Regions from separate parts of the Sus scrofa genome. Here all the other regions are linked to region 3. Evidence: chromatin contacts called from public Hi-C data. All regions are on one chromosome and are shown on one strand. Each heading gives the region's core, a stretch centred on a gene start, on an enhancer-like site or on the middle of the called end of the contact. The rest is flanking DNA. Distances are from core to core; before and after follow the strand shown.

The links. Hi-C and Micro-C count contacts between places; a contact is called where the count stands out from the background.
Region 1: a contact with region 3 is called in a Hi-C map of retroperitoneal adipose tissue, with 2.0 times the contacts expected there. The contact joins two enhancer-like sites. A contact is called at or near these places in 13 of 47 Hi-C or Micro-C datasets (blood, embryonic fibroblasts, fibroblasts and 7 more) and 1 of 2 datasets of contacts at active chromatin or transcription factors (skeletal muscle).
Region 2: a Hi-C map of retroperitoneal adipose tissue shows a contact between it and region 3, with 1.6 times the contacts expected there. The contact joins two enhancer-like sites. A contact is called at or near these places in 4 of 47 Hi-C or Micro-C datasets (alveolar macrophages, embryonic fibroblasts, fibroblasts and 1 more) and 1 of 2 datasets of contacts at active chromatin or transcription factors (skeletal muscle).

Annotation. Positions count from the first base shown.
Region 1 is chrX:9,783,304-9,787,519 of Sscrofa11.1, forward strand. The region is part of intron 2 of LOC110257721 (a long non-coding RNA gene); the gene reads left to right. Among named protein-coding and RNA genes, the nearest start is that of TMSB4X, 130 kb to the left of the region's middle. Within about 2 kb of position 2,373, at least 5 of the 83 cell types and tissues checked have an H3K27ac peak or open chromatin away from gene starts, as enhancers often do. A contact at or near this core is called in retroperitoneal adipose tissue, where this site is marked.
Region 2 is chrX:9,750,596-9,754,566 of Sscrofa11.1, forward strand. No RefSeq gene overlaps it. Among named protein-coding and RNA genes, the nearest start is that of TMSB4X, 100 kb to the left of the region's middle. Within about 2 kb of position 1,651, at least 29 of the 83 cell types and tissues checked have an H3K27ac peak or open chromatin away from gene starts, as enhancers often do. A contact at or near this core is called in retroperitoneal adipose tissue, where this site is marked.
Region 3 is chrX:9,861,725-9,865,528 of Sscrofa11.1, forward strand. The region is part of intron 2 of LOC110257721 (a long non-coding RNA gene); the gene reads left to right. Among named protein-coding and RNA genes, the nearest start is that of TMSB4X, 210 kb to the left of the region's middle. Within about 2 kb of position 1,812, at least 25 of the 83 cell types and tissues checked have an H3K27ac peak or open chromatin away from gene starts, as enhancers often do. A contact at or near this core is called in retroperitoneal adipose tissue, where this site is marked.

The sequences.
Region 1 (4,216 bases), core at 1,123-3,622, 78 kb before region 3:
CTCTTTCCAGGAGGCAAGGTGCTGGGATGGAGGGATGAGAACAGTGGTTAGCTCCTCTTCAGGTAATTTGCTTATGTCCTGTTGCGCCGTGGGTGGGGGCACTGGGACATAAAGGCTCTGTCAGAAGAGGGAGAGGAAGGATGAACATTCCCCATAAGCTTTCAGATCTCTGACATTGGTGCTTCCCCTGCTTGGGGACAGTGCTCCCAAGAATTCAAGCCCTGTCCCAACACCCTGCAGGATCACGGATGTCCCTGGGTGTTAGAACTCTAAAAGCAGAGCGTCCTAGAAGAAAGAAGAAAAAGGGCAAGAAGGCTAAGGGAGCAAAGCAGCAGTGTCAAAAAGGCCAAGCTCTTCAGTGTCTGTTTAATTGCCAGTTCACAGAATGAAAAAGAAACAGAAGAGGTACATGTAGCTGCCACGTCCTTGTGGCTCTCAGTGACGTAGGCTCTGAAGAAAGTTGATTGAAAGAGAAGCACCATCTCATGGTGCACAGTGGGTTAAGGATCCGGTGTTGCTGTGGCTCAGGTTCTCAGATTTGATCCCTGGCCTAGGAACTTCTGCATACCACCGGTGCGGCCAAAAAAAAAAAAAAAAAAAAAAGCGAGAGGAGTTCCTGTTGTGGCTCAGCTGGTTAAGAACCTGACGAGTATCCATGAGATCGCTGGTTCGATCCCTGGCCTCGCTCAGTGGGTTAAGAATCCAATGTTGCTGCAAGTTGCAGTGCAGGTTGAAAATGCAGCTTGGATCCTGCCTTGCTGTGGCTGTGGTGTAGGCTGGCAGCTCCGATTTGACCGCTAGCCTGGGAACTTCCATATATTGCAGCCCTGAAAAGCACAACAAAACCCAAAAAACAAAACAAAACAGCAACAACAACAAAAACGCAAAAGAGAGAAACACAGTCATCTTCAAATCCAGGCAAGCAGTTTGGGCTTATGGACCAGAGGACTCCAGAGCTCCAGGCCCTTCAAATTCCTGTCCCCAGTGGAAACAACATGTAAGGGAATCCCAGCCTTTCCTAGTTGGCTGCACTGCTCGGCGGCAGGCAGGGAACAGCCATGATGCAAAAGCCATTTCCGTGTCGCTCAGGATGAGGGACACGGCACCGCTGGTCCCACAATTACTCTCTCTTCTGATCTGATGATGTTTGGCTCAGATGGATTTTAATCGTGCTGGTGTATTCCCTGCGTGCACCTTCTGATGCCACCTACCCCAAAGACAAAGCTCCCGGGGCTGTGTCGCTGCATCTTGGGTACTTTTCGGCTGCCACGACATGGGGGAGCAGGTGGAATTCTTCCTCTGAAGACCATGCCCGGGGAATTGTGTGTTCTCCCTGTTGGTTATTCTCGTGGTAGAACCCTTCATTCCCATCACACATCAAGCAACCCAGGAGGCAGTGAACATAGGTGATCAGCTGTTGAAAATGCACAGAGCCTCTTACGCTGCTGACATCTCGGGCTGGATGGGTCTTAGTGGTTGTCATAACTGGAGGCAGGAGAGAGAGACTTCTAGAAACTAGTGGGTGGAGACCAGAGATGCTGCTAGACATTTCTCTCCTGCCTCCAGTTATGACAACCACAATTGTTTTCTGACGTTGCCCACCGTCCCCTAGGGGACAAAATTGCCCCTGATGGTATACCACTGCTCTTACAGGAGGGTGCTGAGGGGCACACAGGACTGTTGATGCACTCATCATTCTCCCGACTTCTGAAACACAGGACATGGGGCCATGTGCACTCCGAGAGGAAAGTGTCCCTGCTTTATCCCTAGCTCCTAGCCTGGTCAAAACAAAGTAGATGCTAGAGCAAAGTGTGACAAATTGTTGGAGTTCCCTGGTGGCCTTGTGGTTAAGGATCCAGCACGGTCACTTCTGTGGTGGGGGTTTGATCTTAGGCCCAGGAAGTTCTGCATGCTGCGAGTGTGGCCAACATAAAAAGGAAAAGTTGGAGTTCTTGTTGTGGCTCGGCAGTAACGAACCCGACTAGTAATCCATGAGGACACGGGTTCGATCCCTGGCCCCGCTTAATGGGTTAAGGATCCGGTGTCGCATGTTTTGGTGTAGGTCACAGATGTGGCTTGGCTCCCGCGTTGCTGTGGCTATGGTGTAGGCTAGCAGCAGCTCTGATTTGATCCCTAGCCTGGGAATTTCCATATGCCGGGGCTGCAGCCCTAAAAAAAAAAAAAAAAGTTGACAAATTGAATTAGATTTTCATTTTTCCCGCTAATTGTCTCTCCTTTCCACTCTGCACAGAAAGGCTGCAGCCGATGACCCACTTGGCTTGGGAAGTGGAAGGCGGAGACACTGGGCATTAGGTTCCCAGACCTGGGGCAGTTGCACATGTCAGTTTCCTCTTAGACAGCAGAGCTCAACTGGAGGGCACCCCAGGAATCTTGCTTACAGTGTATGTTTGAGGGAAGACTTCTGTGCTGAGTAAGCCTTATCTCCCCACTTTTTCTTCCTCCACAGACTTTCTTAAGCTTGCCCTCTGCCCCCAGCCCTTCACAGTCTGCCCATGGCCTTCCTTGGCTGGCAGTGATCTCTAGGTCTCTGTTTCAGCTCCCCACACTGCCACCACTCAGGAAGCCCCCTTTGTGGGCTCTTGGTCCTGGGCATTGTCTCATCACAGGTAATCATTCATGGACAGTTGAGACAAGAGGCTCTTAAGTTAGAGCCCATGGATGGGACTCAGGGAATCGGTCAACCTCTGAATCGTCAGCTGACCCTTTTTATGTGGGCATTTAAACTCTCCCTGAGCAGAATGTCATTGGCCTTCATGGCATAGCCAGGGGGGGTTAGGACACCCAAAACCTCCAGATTTCTATCTCTACACCCTGGCCCAGCAAAGTTTAGCTGCACTTTGAGATCCTTTAAACAAACGGGTGGCTCATACTCTATCCATGATCTTTAGGGGAAGGGACTAATTCCTTATGTCCATGAATGCAGATTGAGCACTATAATCTACTAGGTCCTAGGCTAGGTATTAAGAGATACAGCGGAAGCCAGAGAGAAGCAGTCTCTACCATCATGGAGGTTAGAATATTGGGATGAGCTAATTCAAGAAGCTAAGAGAGGAGTTCCCTGGTGGCTCACTCAGTTAAGGATCTGGTGTTATGGCTGCTGTGGTGTGGGTTCCATACCTTGTCCAGGAACTTCTGCAAGCCATGGGTGTAACCCTCCCCACAAAGAAAAGAAAAAAAAAAAAAGAAAGACAGAAGGGACCAGCACACAACCCTGATGTAACCAGCATCTCCGGTGATTTCAGAAAATGAAAAACAAAAACTATGCTGTGTGCAAGTTTCACAATGAAAGAATCCTTCCATAGATCCAAAGCATTACTAAGAGAGAACAAGTAGCTCACACAACATGGAGTCTGAGAAACCAAATGGACAGAAAGTCACATACATAAACCTTTTGTATGGGGAAAAAACTTACAAAGGACTGTTGGTCCAGGTTTTTGAAAGAAATGTTAAGCTCTCACACGTGTTTGAAAAACTTAAAACTTGAAGAATTCATCGAAGTACAAATTTGATTAGAGAAGCCTTCAATAATGCCATTGTGTGTTTTGTTTTGTTTGCTACCATTTCATCTTACAGTGGTAGGAAAAGTAAAAAAAAAAAAAAAAAATAGGAAAGGCTGCTAGGAGATTTTGGTGAGTGGGAGGGTCTCCAAAAAACCTGGATCATTTTGGTCTCATAGCCCATAGTAACTTTATTCTGCGTGGGAGGTGACTGTGGAAAAAGGAAGTAAACTATTATTTTTCTTGATTGAGTCATATAAAGAATGATATTGCAAAAGGAGTCAGAAGTTGTGCCAGAGATGATTATATAATTGATCTTCCCATTTGAAGAAAAATATGGTCAGAAGCCATTTCACAACTAGAGTTTGATTTTTCAGAAGACTGTGCCTTGGGGGGATATGTAACAAATCGCAAGGCCATCTTATCCCGCCTAGTAATTATTTAAGAGAATACTGTGCAAAAAGAAGAAAATTGGGAGTGAATAATTATGTCCTAGATCAGAGGGGAAACAAAAGATCTAACATGGTTATTTCAATAAAAAAGCCTTTGAAACAAGGAAGGTCTGGTGTCTCTAGAAAAGAGAAGGAAATATTCAACAGGGATGGATGGGAATGTTACCTTACGTTTAAGTAATATTACCTAATGTTACCTCAGGCGTAGTTTTGATGAGAATCATTTGACATACTTCAAGTGGTTTG
Region 2 (3,971 bases), core at 401-2,900, 110 kb before region 3:
GTGGCTCTGGCGTAGGCCGGTGGCTACAGCTCCGATTCAACCCCTAGCCTGGGAACCTCCATATGCCGCGGGAGTGGCCCAAGAAATGGCAAAAAGACAAAATAATAATAATAATAATAATAATAATAAATAAATATTTACAAAGGCTCCCCCTCTGTCTACGGTACCCTTGTGCAAGAGACATCATCTTGCAGTCTTGCAGTGTGGTTATATTTGAAATCAGCGGTGCCAGATGGGTTTGTTGTTTGGTTGGTTTTTCAATTCCTAATGGAAGTGTAACGTGCTTGCGCTGTGAGTATGCCTCGCAAATGGTGGCTTTGTCTGCCTTGGAAGGGGAAAACTTGACCCGATGCCGCTGGGATCTGAAAGTGTGGTTCCTAAGAGTCCGAATAACCTTGGGCCCTTGGACTCGCCATTAATGCTTCTTCAATAGTGAGAAATAACATGGATTGGCACTGAGACCAGATTCCTAAGAGGAGGCAGCTAAAAGGTATTGTCATTTAGCTTCATTTCCCAGAAGGGCTCACTCAGCTGCCTTCATAGAGCAAGATGCTTCCTCTAGACGTGGTCTCTTTAGAAGTTTGGGGGATTGTGGCTCAAGGGAAAATGACTCCGTCTGAGGAATTCTTTAAGAGCAGCTGAGAAATGGCCCTAGGCCCCGGCTTCTCCTCAGCTGGATCCAGTTTGTGGTCCTTTTCGTGGTTTGCAATCAGAAAAAAATAAATACCGTGTGAGAAATCAAACGGGTTTTGTCAAAGTGGAAAAATGATGGCCTCTCCCTAACACTAGGGTTAGACAGAAGCCGGCGAGGGTGTCTAGTGCGAACATTTCCGGTGGCCAGACCTACCTGGCTGTTACCCTGAAACCACGGCTATCTAGCACATGCTTGCAGGGACCCCCCAGAAGCTTCCTGCTGAGAAGGATTGCACACTGCGGTACCAGTTGCTTTGCCTGTGTGCCGTTGCTGAGCAAGGAGGCAGAAGAACGTGTACTTTGAATTTTTAGGTATTTAGGAAGACTATCCATCAGCCCACAGATGCCACAAGACAATACAGAGAAGACTGCACATTCAGCTTAGCCATTCCATCGAGGCCTTAGGGAGGGGTTGGGACAGCTCCAGGGCTCAAAGCAGTCCAGTTTGGCAGAGGGACCTCCAAGGGAGGCTGGGGCCGAGGAAGGGAGCCTCCTGACTGCTGGCAAGATTCTTCTTGGAGATGGAGCCGATGGGACTGGCCGAGGCAAGTCAGTCTGGGAGGCCAGAAGGCTCGCAGCCTGTCCTGTTGAGGCCGGTCCCCATGAGAGACAAGTCCCAGAGAATGTGGCCTCGTGTAATGCTCACATAACCTTCCTCCATCCCCCGCCCCGCAGCGTGTTCAGCTCAGCGTGTTCTCCGGGGGATGGTGGCGGCTGCTCTTCTGGGCAACAACAGTGGACACACGTTCAGTGAGTTCAGGGCAGGCATCCGGCCCCCAGTGAACAGTGGTGTCAGAATTCTGAGCGAGCGGTGAGCAGTTTCCTGAAGATAAAACAGCACAGCAGCCACAGCCACAGCGCCCCAGACCGGGGCTCTCTGGGGTCTGGGGCCCCTCCTCATGCTCAGCACAGTTTGCTTCAACGTGCTCTGCGGTTGAGCAAGGCTTCCTCTTCCCCTGTGTGAACTCCAGGAAACAGAAGACCGTCTCCGCCGGACACCAGCTGCCCTGGCCTCGTCTCTTGCCCTCCTTTGCTGGTCAGCTCTGAATTCCTGCATTTGCTCAGACAGCTGGGAGGATGGTCGCAGCCCACGGCCCTCAATTCGCATGCAAGAGGGGCCACCTCCTTCGCCAAGGCCTGGGCCAGCTTCCCAGCTCCACATCTGAGTGTGAAAGGAGCGCCTCCCCCTCCCCTCCCCCTGCCCCAGCGAGCACATTCTATGGATTCCCCATGACCCTGTACCAAAAGCAGCAGAGTAGAGACAGATGGCTTCGGGCCCATGCTAGCCTCCAGCGCGTGTCCACTGGACTATTAGTGCCTTGCTTTTCTCCCATGTTCATGTTATTAATGAATTAATTAAGGGTATTCTTTCTCTAAATGAATTTTTCATGATAAAACCAACCCTTAAGACCTGTGGGAACTTCGAACCATCCAGAAGGGCACAGTGATGAAAACAAAACCAAAAAGCCCTTGTGAACTTCATCCTCAGCCAGCCAAAGCTGCACTTAACATTTTGATGTATTTCCTTTTAGTGTTTGTTTCTCTCTCCTGACATAGTTTCAGAAACACCCGTCTCTCTCTCTCTCTCTTTTTTTTACAAACCTATATCGTTCTGGATACTCAATTTTGTTTTGTGTTATGTGGTAATTTAGCCACCTTACCCCCCTTCTCCTACAACATGGGTTATTAATGGCTCTGTTCATGGTAAGAACATGCCGTATATATTCAAAAATTACTATTGAGGGACACTGAAAATGTCATTTTTCTCCAGAATAACACTGTAATGCACATCTCTGTTCATAGATTTTTTTTTTCTTTGCTTTTTAGGGCACCTGCAGCATATGGAAGTTCCCAGGCTAGAGTCAAATTGGAGCTACAGCTGCTGGCCTACACTACAGCCACAGCAATGCAGCATCCGAGTTGCATCTGGGACCTACACCATAGCTCACAGCAATGCCGGATCCTTAACCCACTGAGCGAGGCCAGGGATCAAATCCGCATCTTCATGATTACAGGTTGGATTCGTTACCACTGAGCCACAAGGGGAATTCCAGTTCATAGATTTTTAGACTCTGTCTCTGAATAGTGGCCAAAAGTAGGACCCTAGAAATAAAAATTTCAAGATCAAAAAGTGTAAGCACTTTTTTTTTAGGTATACTTTTAAGGCTGTTGATGCACGTTGTCAGACTGCCCTCCAAAGTGGCTCTACCAATTCAGTCATGTAAGTTTCCTTTGTCTTTGTTAGACGTGGTACTAGGGACTGATAGTGCCCATGCAGTGTCTTAAGTGAAGGTGGAACGCACAGAGCAGCTCCATGTCTGGAATTTTAAGATCCAAGAGGCAAATGGATCAGATGTGCAGCCACGGGTACTTTCCAAGGTTGTTCTAGAAGGACATGACCCCTCCAGGTCCATGTTGGCAGAACCACTGACCTTTACCAAAGAGACCAGCACAAAATGCCTTCACCTTAAACGTGAAAAATGACGTACACCTCATCCAAAATTTCCCTCAGGTCCCCCAAACCCACTCTTCCTAATTCAGCTCTGGGTTCGTGACGGGGTAGCCACTCAGGGTTTGTGGTTTCAGGAAGGGGAGGGTGCCTGCGAACGCGATTAGCTGTTGCTCAAAGGAAAGCGGATGTACAAGCTGACCTTTGAGGTCATTCGGCTGGTGCACACTCTGCCATGGGCAGGGGCAGCTGGAGGTGAACCAATCCTGGTCCTTTTCTGCTTCTGGCCGGATGTGACTGCATCACTGTCTGTGTCCCCTGGGGTAATAAAATATCCATCAATGTCCAATGAAGTACTTGTGATTGAATTGCTGCTTGTCAAAGCTTTGGAAGACAGGACCTGACCGTGTGTGCAAATGATTGATGGGAAGACCCAGCCAAGGCAGAGCTATCTAAAGAGGCCTTGGGGTGCTCACAAAACGAGGCTGGGGTTAACAGTCTCCATCCCTCCAGAGTTCCTAGGGTGATTGTGCAAGAGACTCATGATCTGATCACAAGAGCAAAAAAAAAAAAGAGTGCCTGTGCCGCAGATAACAAAGAATTACACAAGGCCTGCAGGCCTGCAACAAACGCCAAATATTTTAAAACACTTGGTGGAAATTTGAGCTGCAAAGCATTTTATCATCTCAGGTCATCGCTGTTGGGTCCAGCTGACGCTATGCTGTCCGCATGTTTTTACCAGCACTGGCCTTTCAATGGGGCTTGGAAAACCAGCTGAACCCTAGCTTGCTTTGCAGAGGGTTTAAGCCGGTTGGCTTGCTCAGTATAG
Region 3 (3,804 bases), core at 562-3,061:
ATTGAACCTGCAACCTCATGGTTCCTAGTGAGAATCTTTTTCGCTGTGCCACAACAGGGAATTCCCTGTTTCTGTTCGAACACCATCCTATGCGCAGCCTCCCAGGAAATTCAAACTAAATTTCCTGGTAATAAAAGAAACCAAGTCAATGAAGGCTCTTAAAAATTGCCAGTTATTGGGCAACTCCTGTAACTTTTACTCTCCATAAAAGTTATAGCCCTGTAGGTCTGAGATAAAAACTGAAATTTACCAGAAGCTCTGAGAGTTGAAAATATGTTTACTGGACTTTCTGAGATCTTTCATATGAAGCCCATGAATGTCTATCATTTTTCTTTCCTGGGGACTTTTGGATAACATGAAAGAGTTCAATGGGAAAAAATGTTCATCTTCTGAAAAAAGCTAATAACTAAGATTTGCTGTTTCTTTTTTTTTTTTTTTTTTTTCCCACTGTACAGCAAGGGGGTCAGGTTATCCTTACAGATTTGCTGTTTCTTAATGAGAGGCCAACAGGAGTTCGGCTAACTTGAGAAGGCTACTTCTTCATCTGCTTGATGGTCCTTATTCAGTGTATCCTATTCTTCGTAGTTTTCAGGATTCCTGGGTCTATCTCTGGCCTTTACTGATGGCCCAGTGTAGTTCTTCCTTTCAGAATTTGTGTGGACAGTTTCTCCTCCCTGTGAATCTGTTACTGCCCAAACCACCCCCTTTCAGCCATCAGAGCTGTGCCACATACCAGGATCCTGGGGAGAGATGTATGCCCCGAGTTAAGAAATGTTATTTCCTTGGTTGTCACCGTAAACTTTCTAGACTTTCCAGTAATTCATCAGTAATTTATGGCTCTCGGTTCCCAAAGTCCGTTTTGCTGGTGAATTCTTGGTATTTCTTTGAATCATTCACTTTCACTCATCCTCCCTTCAGGCTCATTTCAACATTCAGAGGGGGGATCAGACCCATCTTGCAGCTATCTGAAGTTGTCAGTCTAATTCCATCCCGAAACTGAATTAGCTACCGTAATTGTCCCGAGGGCAGCTTCAGTTTGCTTTGGATCAGTTAAAGGAGTCTCACATCTAGAATCTTTTTTTTTTTTTTTTTGGTCTTTTGGCACCAAAGACATGTGGCATATGGAAGTTGCCAGGCTAGGGGTCCAATCAGAGCTGTAGCCACCGGCCAACACCACAGCAGGATCCGAGCCACATCTGTGACCTACACCACAGCCACAGCAACGCCGGATCCTTAACCCACTGAGAGAGGCCAGGGATGGAACCCGCAACCTCACGGTTCCTAGTTGGATTCATTAACCCCTGCACCACGGCGGGAACTCTGAGGTGGGATTTCTTTAATTTGGTCATTCACGTGGATTTTCTAAAAGACCTTAAATACCACCAGAACCAAAAGCCGCATGTTCCAGGAGAATAAATACACACACACACACACACACACACACACACACACACACACACACAGAGTCACAGTCACACTCACACACAAATAAGTCCCAGGACAGTATCCCTGCATGAGAAAGGGATTACGTTAGTGAAACACTAAACCAAACATCGCTGTCCATTTGCTCATTCTTCTTAGGATTAAACTGAAAGCTGTTTATCTGCTCTTAGTTGCACGGGGACATGTCTTGGCTTTCCTATCGAAATAAATTCTTGGCACAGTTTCATTGTTAGGGATACAGGAGCCAAGACCAAAAAAAAAAAAGTTCTTAAGAAGTATACAAAAATTATGGTCCTCAGATCTTTATCTATCCTGATGTTTTGAAAACTTGCTTTAAGAGAAATGACATAGGCCTGCGGTAGAAGGACAGGAAGGAAGGGGAGGCTGCGAGAACAGCCAGGAAGCTGGAACTAGCAGCTGTTCTGTTTTTCAGAGCAGGGGGAATAAAATTAGACAAGAGTTACAAATACACAAGTCTAAAGTAATAGCACGTCTCAGCGGGTCAGGGTGGTGGCCAGTCCATTTGCTTGTGGGTAAAGGACAATGGACATTAGTTCATGCAAAGTTCATAAAGACAGAGTTCCCTGGTGGCACAGCAGGTTAAGGACCCAGCATTGTCAGTGCTGTGGCTCTGGTCACTGCTGTGGCATGGGGTTTGATCCCTGGCCCAGAAACTTCCACGTGCCATGGGCGCAGCCAAAAAATAAATAAAAAGTTTAGAAAGAGGACTAGAGGGAACGTGGTGTGATCTCTCACACAGTCTTCCTGCTGCAGGTGTGTGGAAAGCCTGCTGAGGTTCGGCCCACCTCCATCTCAGTTGATTTCCCCTCAACTTAAGGGACCAAATACCATTTCTTTTCATGTCTGCTTTGCAACGTGAAACCAAGTCTGTAAACCAACTAATGGAAAAAATAAAAATCATTAAAAAAAAATTAAAGCAAAAAAATGAAACCTGATGACAACAGCTCCGAATCATAGGCCACAGGACAACTTTTCATGCCTGAGTGACACTCCCACCTGGGCTAATCTTTATGCAAAAGTGTTCTTTTATGCCTTCGTCCTTGGCTTTTGCTCCAAACCCAACCAGCATAAACTACACAACACGGCTCTCTGTTTTTACTTCGCTTTTTAAAATCAGGGTAAAAGAAACAGTCATCGGAGACATTTGTTTATTCAGTGTAGACTTCACAAGTGTGTGTGCCCTTGTGGGTTCGCTTGATCTCCCTCCCCCGCACCCCCTACCCCCGGGCCAGTTGTTGCCCAAATTGCAGTGCGAAGAGTAGGCCTTAATGGGGAAAAATTACTACTAAAGAGTCCTTGGGTAAATTCTTTTTCACAACCCAATGGGTAAAATGCTTGGTCTGCATTAAAATCACTTAAGTCACTTAACGAAATTATTGAGACCATGATATATACACTAGACACCATTCTAGGCACTGTGTACAAGTCAGGAAATGAAATAGACCTAAACCCCGCCCTCGTGAAACTTACATTCTAGTAGCGATGCAGGAAAAAAAAGGAAAGACGGGAAAAGGGTAGAGAAGGACAGGGGTCCTGATGATCACGCAATTTTATTGAGGTCAATCCATGGAGGTGATGTTTGCAGAGATGTTTGAGCAAAGAGTGGAGGAAGGGATCTCAGCAGATGTTGGGGGGAGAGCATTCTTGGAAGGTGAAGTAGCAGGTGCCAAGGCCATGGAGCGAAAGCCTGCCCTGGCACGATGGCAGAGCTGCATGGATGCCAGGCCCACTGCAGGGAGTCAGTGGGAGGGTGGGGGGTGGCGAAGCATAGTTTGGAATAAGAATTAAAATTTCAAAGAGGTCCCGTTGTGGCACAGTCATTAATGAATCCAACTAGGAACCATGAGGTTGCGGGTTCGATCCCTGGCCTTGCTCAGTGGGTTAAGGATCCGGCGTTGCCGTGAGCTGGGGTGTAGGTCTCAGATGCGGCTTAGATCCCGCGTTGCTGTGGCTCTGGCGTGGGCTGGTGGCTGCAGTTCCGATTGGACCCCTAGCCTGGGAAGCTCCATATGCCGTGGGAGCGGCCTTAGAAAAGGCAAAAAGACAAAAAAAAAAAAAAAAAAAAAAAAAGAAAGAATCAAAATTTCAAAACACAGTGTTCTTTCTCTCCTTGATTCTTACCAAAATTATGTTTCTGATTTTTCCTTCTTCATCTTGACAAGATAAATGATTCGAGGGGCCAGGTGTCTTATTACTAGAAATGTTAAAAAATAATAATAATTAGGCTATGTTACCAGATTTACTTTTTTTTGGCCACGCCCATGGCATTCAAGTTCCCAGGCCAGGGATCAAACCCTTGCCACAGCAGTGACCAAAGCTGCTGCAGTGGCAACGCTGGAT